Linked DNA regions of Mus musculus: region 2 is linked to region 1. Evidence: chromatin contacts called from public HiCAR-type data. All regions are on one chromosome and are shown on one strand. Each heading gives the region's core, a stretch centred on a gene start, on an enhancer-like site or on the middle of the called end of the contact. The rest is flanking DNA. Distances are from core to core; before and after follow the strand shown.

What was found. HiCAR-type assays count read pairs that join an accessible place to other places.
Region 2: a contact with region 1 is called in a HiCAR-type map of embryonic stem cells, with 3 times the contacts expected there. The contact joins the enhancer-like site here to the promoter of Mettl22 in region 1. A contact is called at or near these places in 14 of 39 promoter capture datasets (the C10 cell line, the HPC-7 cell line, HPC-7-derived erythroid cells and 11 more), 4 of 484 Hi-C or Micro-C datasets (8-cell embryo, embryonic fibroblasts, germline stem cells and 1 more), 18 of 115 datasets of contacts at active chromatin or transcription factors (the 230-238 cell line, acute myeloid leukemia, craniofacial prominence and 9 more) and 3 of 9 other capture datasets (adipose tissue, liver and pancreatic islet).

What each region holds. Positions count from the first base shown.
Region 1 is chr16:8,467,546-8,473,894 of GRCm38.p6, forward strand. Mettl22 (methyltransferase like 22) reads left to right here and starts at 3,268. Exons shown (of 11, transcript NM_146247.1): 1 at 3,268-3,320; 2 at 6,286-6,349. The coding sequence starts at 6,304. Gm30012 (a long non-coding RNA gene) reads right to left here and starts at 3,606. Exons shown (of 5, transcript XR_384641.4): 1 at 3,398-3,606; 2 at 1,998-2,050; 3 at 1,531-1,669.
Region 2 is chr16:8,653,257-8,659,605 of GRCm38.p6, forward strand. It overlaps Pmm2 (phosphomannomutase 2), which reads left to right. Exons shown (of 9, transcript NM_016881.3): 8 at 2,295-2,432; 9 at 3,300-4,352. The coding sequence ends at 2,396. Carhsp1 (calcium regulated heat stable protein 1) reads right to left here. Exons shown (of 4, transcript NM_025821.2): 4 at 5,331-6,349. Among named protein-coding and RNA genes, the nearest start is that of Carhsp1, 16 kb to the right of the region's middle. Within about 2 kb of position 2,530, at least 34 of the 459 cell types and tissues checked have an H3K27ac peak or open chromatin away from gene starts, as enhancers often do. A contact at or near this core is called in 8-cell embryo and embryonic stem cells, where this site is marked.

The DNA of each region.
Region 1 (6,349 bases), core at 2,018-4,517:
TATGGGGGACTTTTGGTATAGCATTGGAAATGTAAATGAGTTAAATACCTAATAAAAAATGGAAAAAAAAAAAAACCAAACATGGTGGCACACAACCATACTCTACTTGGGAGGTAGGGACAGGAGGATCAGGAATTCAAGGTCATCCTTGGCTACATAGCAAGTTCAAAGTCAACCTAAGCTATGTGAGGGCTTGGCTTTAAAAAAAATAAAAATAAAACAAAACAAAACCTTCCAGGGCCTGTTGGCACACTTTTAATCCCAGCAACTGGGAGGCAGAAGCAAGTATACACAGTGAGGACAGTGAGGATTACGTGACCCTATCTCAACAACCAACCGAGAGAGAGAGAGAGAGAGAGAGAGAGAGAGAGAGAGAGAGAGAGAGAGAGAGAGCGCTCAGCTGATCTGAGCTTCTAATCCTAGCTACTTGAGAGACTGTGGTAGGAGAACCACAAGGACAGAGGGAGGGAGGGAAGCAAAAAAATAAGTCAGTTCCTCCCTTCTAGCCTCCACCCCCTTCCCAGCTCTCAGTAGTGAGGAGGAAACCAGAGCCTCATGGATGCTAGGCAAGTGCTCTTCATTAAGCTTTAATCTCAGCCATCCTCATCTCCTCTTAAGGGAAAATTCCCAAGAACTATCCCATGCCACATTCTCTCACTTCCCGTTATTCCCATTAGCTATAGGCCATGTTCGTTGCAAGGGAAGCAGGGAAGCGTGGTTTTTAAAGTCTGGGGAGGTCTTACACAGTTATGGAAGAAGAAGGAAATGGATGCTGCCCATGGTTATGAAGGACGTGTAAGGAAGTGAAGCTGGAACGGTTAACAGGGCTGGGAGCAGGGGGTTAAACATGTCTCTGAAAACGATAGGAAGCTGAAAAGGCATTAAATGCCTCAGGATCACACTGACAAGCTGCCCAGACCACTACATTTTCTCTGCTCAGCTACTTAACACATATGGGCAGTCCAGAGAAAACCATCAAAGCCCGGCCTACCCAGGGAGAATCGGAATCATCTCTGCTAAATACTTTGCCCAGCTCTCTCCTTCCTTGCTTCCTTCAGCCCCTGCTCCTCCTGACATACAACCTGGCCTTCCCAGGCCACCTGACCATTCTCCATTCCCCAACTCTCTATCCAGCACTCTGTACTTTTAAAATATATCTGCTTGTTCTCTGGCCCTTCCCCAGCAGAACAGAAGTATCATGAGAGCAGAGACTTGTCTGATGTAACCTCTTCCCTCATGTCCCACACCTAGGAGACATTCTGATAGCCTTCTTTTCTTTGATAGATATTTGCTTAGAATAAAAATTTCCCATGATCACACTAGTGTGCTTCTATCCTGGCAGAATATACACGTGTGCTCATCTGCATGTGTTGCTATGCCTGCCTGACTCTCTACATCCATGTGTCTTGGTGTGGGGAGGTGTCTGCTCAGCATTGTGTAGCCATCAGGAAAATAGCAACAGAAAGCAGTGGCTTCTGAAAGTTGGTCGAGGCAGTTTGGGATAGCCCAGAAACTTGATGCTTTACTTACAAGGAAGATGTGGCCTTGATGGTCACTTCATTCTGCTCTGCTTCTAGGGAAAAGAGATGAGAATTCACCCGGAGCCTGGAGTGTCCATGGGCTCTCTCTGCCCCATCTTCTGCAATTGGCCACACTTCTTCTTTGAGCCCTAACGTTCAGATAATCCAGGGGGCAAGCGGAAAGCAAATAGAGGACATGAGATTCACATTTGCCTCGGCTACAGTTTAGATCAAAGTGTACCCAGAAGTGAGCATGTATTCAAAGCCTGGCCCCTATGCAAGTGTTGATCAGAGGTGGGGATTTCAGTGTGAGCCTGTGTTAGCCCCTGTGTGGGATCATAGGGATCAGACGCCTTCATGGGTAGATTCATCCACTGTTAGATTTATAATCCAGTGGGTGGAACCCTCTGGAGGTGGAGCCTAGCTGGAGACAATATGTCATTGAGCCTTTGGGTCTAGCGCTTGGCCTCCCATTACCTGTGCTCTAGCTCCCACAGTTCCAAAGCAATGGAGCTAGCAATGCTGGACCTCTGAAAGCATGAGACAAAAGAAGTCATTATTTCCTTAGGTGGTTTCTGAAAGCATGAGACAAAAGAAGTCATTATTTCCTTAAGTGGTTTTTCCTGAGTATTTATCACAGCCACAAAAATAAGTGACTAAATACAGCCTCCAACCTTAAGCACTTACCATTCTCAGCATTCTGAACAGGATAAGGTTTACCTAAGGTGTAATATTTGTGTCCTATTTCATTTTATGCTAGACTCCAACTTAGAAAGATCCGGGATCATCGTTACTGGAGACTTGATGACTAGATCCGTTAGTCCTGCCAATTGCTTGTAAGGATGCTAAACGCAGGGTATACATAACACTGGGAAGAAACAAGGGGCATGCTGGCTAACACACTCCGGATCCCTCACCCTCCAATTTGAATCCTCACCACTTAGTGGCTGAGTGATCCTCCAGCCTGCCTGCCTTGCCGGAATAAGGATATTCTAAACGTAACACACTTGTGCCCCTCCCTTTGGCTATCAGATTATTGAAACAGTCAACCCCCAAATTTTGATTTTCCCCAACAGTCCCAAGCTGGGAGGAGATAAAGGTTAATACCAGGGACCAAACAGATGAGTCACTGTCTTCCAGGAAGAGAATTACAACTTTTCAAAACTCCTTGCAGGATAGATTGAAGCCAAAAAAAAAAAAAAAAAAAAAAAAAAAAAAAAAAAGGATGGAGCAATGATGGGCAGTACCATACCCAGACCAGGACTGCTTAGCTATGCATAACTATAGCACTCTACTTAAACATAAATATCCTATCGGTGCCCGAAACATGTACTTGGGTGGGTCATTGTATGTTTTTGTCTTCTGCTTTTGCCTATTAATTGTTTCCTGGGCATACTTAGGAACAATGGTTAAATACAGCTTATTAGGACTCTGATCTTTAATGACTCTAACACTTAAAGCAAATTATTTAACTTTTTTTTCTTGTGCTGGGCTCTCTACACCGCTGAGATTCTTAGCCATATTTAAATTTTTTACAGGAGGGATTCCAAACACCGAAGTGCAGAGGCGTCCCCACTCTGGACGGCCATATGAGCAATCCGACCAGGTGACAGCTGAGCCTCCAGTGGCCGCCACAGGGCTGAGCGAGAGCATCAGGTGTTAGCTAGCGGCTGCCGCCGCGTGCGCATGCGCGACCCGAGCCGGCGCTTGGACCGCGCCTGCGCAAGCTGTCCGTCATGGCGGCTTCCTGAGCCCCATGGCTAGGGTTCCGCGTGGGACTTCAGACCAGTGTCATGGCGGGTAAGAGCCCGGGAGAGGGGGCGGGACCGGGAAGAACCCAGGGAGCATCTTGGCTTTGAGAGCCAAGCTTACACGACCTTGAAGTCTGAACCCTCAGCCTCAGTTTCCCTTTCTGTATGGGACGTCTCGGTTTCCGTGCTGGGTGAGGCAGTCCCACTCTGTCTCGGATTAGGAAGGGAAGGAGAGGCCGGGTTAGCGACTGGCTTCTTCAGAGTGACTGGCCGCTAATGGAGGAGGTCCCTGGAGCCGCTGACGCCGCCCTGCGCGCGTGGCCAGCCCTTTCCTGCACCTCTGAGCCCTGCGCCCTCCAGCTTCCTGGCGTTCCCTCTCCCAGCTCCTAAGTTTTGATTGTCCAGTGGGTGTGCATCCACCTGCCTGGGAGGAGGGGAGTTCTGTCCACCCCGGTAGACTGGTTTGGGGAATAACAGTGGCTGTAACCCTTGAAGAATTCTTGGGAATCCAACTCTGCCGTCTCGGAATTGCCTAGACGACCTGCCAGCTCCCCTACCGGAATGAATTTGCAACATGAAACCTGGGACTGCTTTTCCAGCAGTACCTAGGAGAAACTGGACACCTCTCTATACCATGCATTTTCTAAGTAGAGAAACTGTCTCAAGGTCTCTAGCCATCTCCCCGGGACACTTTTCTATAAACATGATCCTGTAGCTACTTACAAGTTACTGATGATCCCTGAAAGGGACGGTTGTCACGTTTAATCCTCACACAGGCCTCAGTGCCTCCCTATTTCCAGAATGCTGATTCCCAGGCGAAACCCTTAAAGGAGGCTCATGACCTGGGACTTCTCTCTCAGGCCACATTTCCTGGGAAACCTGCTTCATTCATACTTTTAAGTAGACGAAGTCGACCAGAGGTTAGTAGAGAATTTGTTTTCCACCTATATGTTAGACGATTTGGTCCTCATATAATTCCCACTTACAGAATGAACAATGAACATGCATCCTCTGAGGTGTAAATTTGTGTACCATAACAACACATTCTATCCTCTTATTCATGGTCAGTGTTCCCAAAGATGGCAGAGAGGATTTTTTGGACCAAAACCAAAAGCCAAATCTTGTCTTCCATTCAGAACTAGGGGAGCCAGTCTACCTCGAACCAGTAGGTGGTTAGGGCTAGGCTGTGTTTCCTCTGCCTGAATCATGTCTGATTTTTGTTGCCAGTGGTTTTGCTGAAGGCTGAGTACTTCTTTGATTTCATTCACATGAAATCCCACATTGGTTTCATTCCCAGCCCCAGTTCACACCTGCTTACCCGCTTACGTTTTCGCTGGCTTATCATGCTGTGGAGGGAAACAAAGCAAACTCGGAGAAGAACTTTCTGGGTTGGCGCCATTGCCGTTCCCTGGCACTCATCCATATACAAAGCTCCAGCTGTGGGCAGTTAGAGCATGAAGACATCTGAATTATGATAATAAAATTAAACCGTTTCCATCTTCCAGTTTGAAAACAAATGGAGGCTCCTAAGAGTTTGACTCACCGTAAGCACACCAACCACGTAGGAATTGTCCCTGTAGGCACTGGAGAAGGGCAGGTTTGGGCCAAACACATGAAACCAACCTCGTGGCAAAGAAGTCGCCGCTATTTCACACCTGTTGTAATTCAAAGACTCTGCTCAGAGCTTTTCCCACACCTCACCCCACTCCCACACTCCTGCAAGGTGGCAATATGGCTGATAGAGCAGGTCCAGAGAGGAAAGTGATTCCCCCCGAGGTCTGTAGCTGGGAGGTGGGGGACCAGAGTTTATACCTAGTTGCCCAGCTTCGAGGCCCGTCAGACTTCCGCTGGTGCTCTGTGGTGAGGTAGAACAGTTAGTTGGAAGGAAAGCCTTCCTGTTTGCAACCACTGTGGCTTGGATATGGTTTCTAATTGTAGTATATAGTTATATAGGAAAGTATTCCTCAGAGACAGGTAATGAAAGAATTCAGTAGTAAAATGTCATGTTGTCTTCAGTTCACTTTTAAGAGAATTCAAAGGAGAAATCATAGATGGATAGATAGATAGATAGATAGATAGTAGATAGTAGGTAATATGCTTTACTGGATAAGATAGATAATATGTATTAATAGATGATTGCTAGATAATACATTATTAAATATATGGTCTCTTATTAGATAGATGGTCTCTTAGATAGATGGGTATATATTATTTGATAGTCTCCATTATTAGGTAGGTGGTCTCTATTAGGAATATAGTCTGTTATTAGGCAAATGATCTATTATATATAGGGACTCTATTTTGGGGAGCGTTGTTTGTTTGTTTGTTTTGATTTCGAGACAGGGTTTCTCTGTGTAGCCATGGCTGTCCTGGAACTCACTCTGTAGGCCATGCTGACTTCAGAGCCACAGAGCTCTGCCTCAGCCTGAGTGCTGGAATTAAAAGCATCTACACCACCACCGCCCAGCTGCGTGTCTATTATTAAACAGACAATCTCTACTATTAGATAGATGGTCTCAGTAGTAAGTAGATGGTCTCTACTATTGAGTAGATAGTCTTTTATTAGGTAGATGTTATATTATTCATAGATAGATGTTCCCTATTATTAGGTAGATGTTATATATTCTTAGATAGATTGTGTAACTACACATAACAAAGTGCTAGTTTTCCATCAATCCAAGCGGTGGATATACCATGTTTACCGTGCGGTTTCCCCAGCTTTCTTGGCTGCTTGAAAAGTGCAAGTAGTACAGACCTGTTATCCCACTAAGATCACAAACTCAAGCTTGTCTGAAATACAGAATAAGTCAAGGCCAGTCTGTCTCAAAATAAAAACATGGCTGAGATATAGCTTAGTGATGGAGAGCTTGCCAAGCCGGTGCAAGGCCTTGGACGGATCCTCAGCCACAGAAGAGACATGGGGGGGGGGGGGGGGGCAGGGCAGTATAAAGGGTGTCATCCAGGAAGATGTTCCAGGCTTCCCTTGGCCACCTGGACTTGTTCTTCTGTCTCAGGTGCATCCCAGGAATAGCATGGGCCCAGCCATGGACGAGGTCACCTTCAAAAGTGACACTGTGC
Region 2 (6,349 bases), core at 1,280-3,779, 180 kb after region 1:
GACAACTATATAGAGTGGTCTTCAAAAATCCAAAAATAGAACCTCTTATGATCCAGGAATCACACTGCTGAGTATAGATCCAAAAGACTAGCGATCTGGTCCTCGGAAGTCTTTACATGAGTGAGCTCCGTGAGCCATGAATAAATTCAGCAGAGAGGAGGGCAGTAGCAGCGTCTGTTAGGTAGGCTGCAGTAAAGATTCTGCTAGTGTGTGTGTCTGTCTGTCACGTTGCCCAGGTGGTGCGGGTCTTATCAGGTAGGACAGCATTGAGTTTGTTTCTTTGGGGAACTGGTTATCAGAATAGCTGGGATCAGATGTCTGCGTCTGCTTAAACGTGTCCAGTTTTTCACAACAATGTAGCTCTCTGACCAGATAATAGACCTAGTCCAAGGAGCTGTGACAGTGCTCCAAGCCAGCCAGCTCTGAAGCAAAGCAGCCTTGTTCTGAGGGTAGAATAACAGCACAACCATTCTCCCAGAATGTTCACACAACAGGCTTCTCTGCAATCACGACCCAGCCCCATGTGGTATGGGAATGCCATCTAGACGCCTTGCTGGAACTTCGCAGATGAAAATGCAATGAAGCTGATAGGACTCGAGGGTTTGCTACTCGGTTTACCTCTTGCATTACCACTGCTTTGAATCATGTTTTTATTAAGTGAATCCAGGTGTGGTGGTATATTCCTATAATCCTAACACTTGGGAGGCAGAGACTGGAGAATTGCATGTTGGAAGTCAACCTGAGCTAAGTAATGGGATTCTGTCTCGTATTCCTCCTCCCTGTCTCTCTTCTCTCTTTCTCATCTCTTTCCTCTCTGTCTCTCTCCTCTCTTTCCTCTTTCTCATCTCTCTTTCTCTGTCTCTCCTCTTCTCTCTCTCTCTTTCACTCTCTCACACATGCACACACACAGCTTGTTCTCTTTTGTATTCTGGTTTATAGCTGAGCTATGTCAGTTTAAAGCCATTCCCCTGCTCTAAAGAGGCAGGGTTGATCACATGGGGGGGAGGAGGTCTGCAAAAGTGAAAGAATGTGCAGCCAGCTGCAGCTCTCGCTCTGCATGTGGTTCTCAGGAGAGGGGTGCTCCGGGCACAGCCTCACAGTGGGCAGTCACTGCCTGCGCTGATTCAACCAGGACATTTTGCTGTTCATAGAATCCAAGGTTTAGGGCAAGTTTAGGGCAGTAACTCTTACTCTTTCCAGTTTTGAAAGGAGTAAGAGGGATTGGTTTGCTGACTGACGCTCAGATGGTAAGGGCCGAGGCGGGATATGAAGTCAGTCCCTGTGTGTTTTGCAGTGGATGCTTCCAAGTGCCTGCTGTGTGCTTTCTACAGAGGTCCTGTGCTTACAGACGCCCATCCCACTTGAGACTTCCTCTGAGACTCCTGTGCAGATCTCTCTACCTGCTGCTGGACTCACTCAGACTGCTGCCTACTTTGTAGTCCCCACCCTGCCTTCTTTCTTCCTGTCTGCTCGGATACTGTTACTGGGCCATTGCAGTGTCATGACAGTGGCCTGTGTCTGTAATCCCAGCCCTAGGGAGGCTAAAGCAGAGCTCTTAAATTTGAGACTAGCCTGGTTATGAAGCCTAACTTCCTCAAGATGCTGATGCTGGTGCTCATGATGATGGTAGAATAAGCTCAGAGCCGGGGAGATGGTTTATGGTCACTGGAGAGGCAGAGACGAGTAGATCTAGGACTCTCTAGCCAGGTAATCTAGCTGGCTCAGTGAAAGACCTGTCTCAAGAAGATGGAGACAACTGAGAAAGACACGCAGTCAACCTCCGCCTATGCATGCATAAACACACATACCACACAATTGAATAACTCAATTCACTTCCCTCTCTTACTGGCCACACTTCAAGTGCTCAGTTGTCCTATGTGGCCAGTGGCAGTGGGCAGACTGAGCAGCCATGTTCATTGTCACAGGGCATAAGCAGCCCCACTCTAGGCTGCCTACCCACCAACGCTCCTGTGACTTGCAGAAGAAGTGTGGGCACAAAGACAAATTGATAGCTGTGAGATACTGTCATTTACTGTCTTTTCACAAGAAAAAACGAGCCTTAGACAGATCTTCACAAAGGCAGCCTGATGACGATCGTGAGCATAATTACCTTTTCTGAGCTCGATTGCAGTTCACAAGAAGGTTAGACAACTTGCTCATTGCTGCTAAAATGTCAGCCTTGGAAACCAAGGGAAGATTAAGTGCAGAAACCTCTCTAAGATGGGAGCGTCAGGGTTGCAGTAGCCATAGAGCAAGACAAGGCCTAGCCCACTGCTTCTGTTGTTTCTCTGCAGGGTGGCAATGACCATGAGATCTTCACAGACCCCAGAACTGTGGGCTACACAGTGACGGCCCCCGAAGACACACGCAGGATCTGTGAGGGGCTCTTCCCTTGACCCGAGGAGTGCCGGACTGACCAACAACACTGAAAGGTCACTCAGGGGCAGGGGTCACTTAGTGCCAGAGGTCAGCTTGCTGTGCTTGCCAATGAGCCACACCTTCATGCAGTACCAGCAGCAGCCCCAAGGGAGAGAGTTTATCAGAGATGGCTGTGGCTGGGTGTGGTGGCTGGGTGTGGTGGCTCGTGTGTAATCTGTGCTCAGGAAGCTGAGGCAGAATGAGACCATGTCTCAAACAAAACAAAAAGATTGGTGGCTCTGGGTTGGGGACGCTTGCCTCGCATGGGTCCCAGCCTACGACTCAGGGACCTCAGAGACAGAAGTAACTCCTACCTGATGTTTCTCCCCACCCATGGTGTAAGAGCGAGCTGAGAGGATACATGCTGCTCTGTGAAAGTTTCTTACCATATGATAGAGGGAAAAACAAGAATATACCTGGGTCCCTTATGCTTTGGGGAATTTAAAGTGTGGGTTCTGGTGGGTGGGGGGGTTTCTTTTTCTTTTCCTTTTTTTTTTAAAGATTTATTTATTTATTTTATGTATGTGAGTACACTGTAGCTGACTTCAGACACACCAGAAGAGGGCACCAGATCCCATTACAGATACCATCTGTGAGCCACCATGTGGTTGCTGGGAATTGAACTCAGGACCTCTGGAAGAACAGAGGGTGCTTTTAACCACTGAGCCATCTCTCCAGCCCAGGATTCTATTTTGAAACATGGTCTCACTGTGTAGCTGTGGCTGCCCCAGACCCTGCTGTGTGGACCCATTGGACGACCTTGAGCTCAGGGTCTTCCTGCCTCTGCCTTACAAATGCAGATTACATGCACCCACACCTGCTAAGGTCTAATGAAAACCTGCAACCATCAGTGCTCACACCCATATCTTACCACCAAACAGGGGCATCTGATGATGAAAGAGAGCAGCCACCCAGAGTTACCCACCTGGGATAGAACTGAAGACTTCTGTGACATGCTCCGTCTGCAACCTGTGGTGGAGGCTGAGGCAGGAAGGAACACCACTATTCTGTCAAAGGGTTAATGTTTCTGTTTTCAAGCCAGCTTCCCCTCTGTGAGCCACAGACGACAGTGTGGCCTGCTGCCTGACAGATAGCTGACCAAGTGACAACTGATCCCACAGTTTACACTTGCACTGGCCTGGCTGGCCATCTCTATTTGCTATATCTTAAAGCCAGACTGCTTTCCTGTCACCGCAGGAGGGGAGGACAGAGGACCCAGCAAAGCAGCACCTCACTGCAGTCCTCTTTAACCCCCAGGCTGACCAACCTAGGTAGCAGACGCAGTACCTAAGGCCACAGCAGCAGGGGTGCTCTCCAGCCTCTTCTTGGAGAGTGCACGTGTGTCCTCCAGAAGCTCGGGGACAGCCTTCCAAGAACACTTCCCAGGCAGCTTCCCAGTGCCCAACCACCATATGTCTCCACTGCCCTACCCTTGGCTGCCCCTACTCTGTCCACACCCACAGCAGAATGCCAGGTCCTCACCCTGTGGCATCCTTGGGTTTTATGGCAGTGCTGTGAAGCCCACTGAAGGGACAGCACCATACCTCACTTCTCAGTCTGGTCACTTTAACCCTCAGTGTCAAAAGGGTGTCTACCCCAGGTTGGCAGAGAACTTGGCTTCTGAGAGCTGCTTTCCCCACTTGGCTCCAGTAATGCTGGAGCCCCTAGCTGTCCTGGCTGTAGCAGTTCCAAGCCAGCCCAGATGCTGTGTTCTACCTGCAGGTCCAGTGTCTCCCACTGTGCCAGGTGGACTCCAGGCCTTGCCAGTTCCTACAGTGGCTATCACAGAACCCCCCTGCCCCACTGTCTTCATTCAACTCTCCCACCTAATAAAGGGCCTCTGCTCTCCAGGCAGTACATGATTGTGGCCGAATCATACATGTATGATCTTGCTGATGGGGCAGTGTGGCTGCCCAGGTCCAAGGACTTGTGCTAAACAACTGTGGCTCAAAGCAAGCTCTGCCTACCTGTCAAGAGTGCAAACCTACCAAGTAGGGATTGCAAAGGACTTGGAAAAAAGAAAAAAAAAAAAAAACCCAGAAAGTTGGATAAAGACTACATCACAAGAAGCAAGCAGAGGCTATACTAAGCACCGCAAGGCTGTAGAAGAGGGTGTCAGTCCTGCAACAGCTGCCCAGCCAGGGCTGAGATCACCAGCTTTTAGGAAGCCCCAAGAAAGCCTGAACTAACAGGAAATTAACAAAATATTTGGTTCCCATGTAGAGGTTCTGCATGGTATCCCAGCCATGTTGGTGGGAAGATAGAGGTACTGAAGAGCAAAGTTCTTATGTTAGTTCCTAGGCACAGCCTAGGCATGCACAGTAGCACTTAACCACTTTCCTCTTCCTTACCCCATGCGGGGCACACCTACCATCACAGCACACCAATCAGCTTGGAGAAACCCAAGACTGATTTATGTGATCATCTCATCACCTGGCCTTTACCGGAACAGGCCTGATGGGCTGGCTATTTCCCCAACCACTGGGAGAATCACAGAAACATCAAAAGCCCCATCCCTTGGTAAAGTCACCCACCCTGGGTTGTCATTACCCTATCAGCAACCTGCTGTTCCTCTGCTCCAAGGCAGCTGGGCCACAGGACCTATATGAGGGGTAGCCTCCTCTCCCATCTCCCCCACATGGTCCCTGGAGAGCCTCAAGGCCCCCTTCAAACATCTGCAACAGGAAACCCAAGGCCCTTCTCACATTTACCTATATCCCGTGTACCACCACAGGGCATTTGCCCATAATCCACCACATTAACAAGCCTGTTCCAGAACTCAGCTTCCGGTGTTGGAATAATAAAGGGACCTTGTCAGTTAGAAGCACACTGTAAGAGTGTCTGCCATGTGAGCGGCAGGCACCCTGACCTCCCAGAACTACACACACAACCTTTTACAGTCACCTCATCTTGCACAAAACAAACTTTATTGAGAAAGAGTTGGCTTATGGGCTCAAACATCTAGCTTTGGGAGTCTATCAGTCTCCAGCACTGGATGCTGGGGTCCCTCCTTATCTATAAGTTGACACTCTCTGATCACAGGGGTCTTTCCCAACACCTTGCAGTTCCGGGATAAGTCTACAGGCTGAAGTGACCATACAAGAAAAGCCCTTTACAAAGGGTTCTGTGGGGCAGAAGAATTCAGAGGCCAGTCTGCCAGCTCAGTGGGGGACAGGGCTCACTAGCAGGTCAACCATGTGCTGCCCAAAGTCTAACCATACCAGAGTGAAAGCAAAGCTGTATTGGCCACTAGGAACAATGGGGTATCAGAAGGTTGTCGGTCTCAGGGAGCCGCCTTCCTAGGTCATGGCAAGCATGGGTCTAGACTTCTGTTCCTTGGCCTCAAGAGAGCCTCTGGGCAGTAAACCAAGCCTGGTGTGGGGAAAAGGCCATGTTTGACCAAGTAGAAAAATGACCATCGGCAGCTCAACAACAAAGATGGTCAGCTGGGTGGTACTGGAGTCCGCTGCACAAGACCCTAACAAGTGTATCCACATATTTTTTTGTGTTCTCATGCATGTAGAAACCAGAAGACAACACGTTTTTGTTTGTTTCTTAGGTGCTAGGCACTTTTTTAAAAAGACAAAAATAGGTTCTCTGACCTCAAACTCGCCAAATAAGCTAGGCTGGCTAGATGGCCAACCCTAGGCATTGTGGCTCAGCCTGCCCAGTTCTGGGACTACCTAAGTGTGCACCACTGCATCTTAGCTTTTTCTGGGGACCCAACTCATTTTTAAACACTTTACCCTATGTCTGAAAGCCACAACCTTTGTACCTTTAGGATGGGGGACAGCCCTCAAGGCAGTCACCACTGTAGAATGGGCGTCCCTGTTCTGACACGTGAGCTCTCAGCTACATTTCAAAACCCATTTCCCAACTACTTCTATTTTTGAATCATAACTAAAGCCAACCACCAAAAAGTCTAGGGATC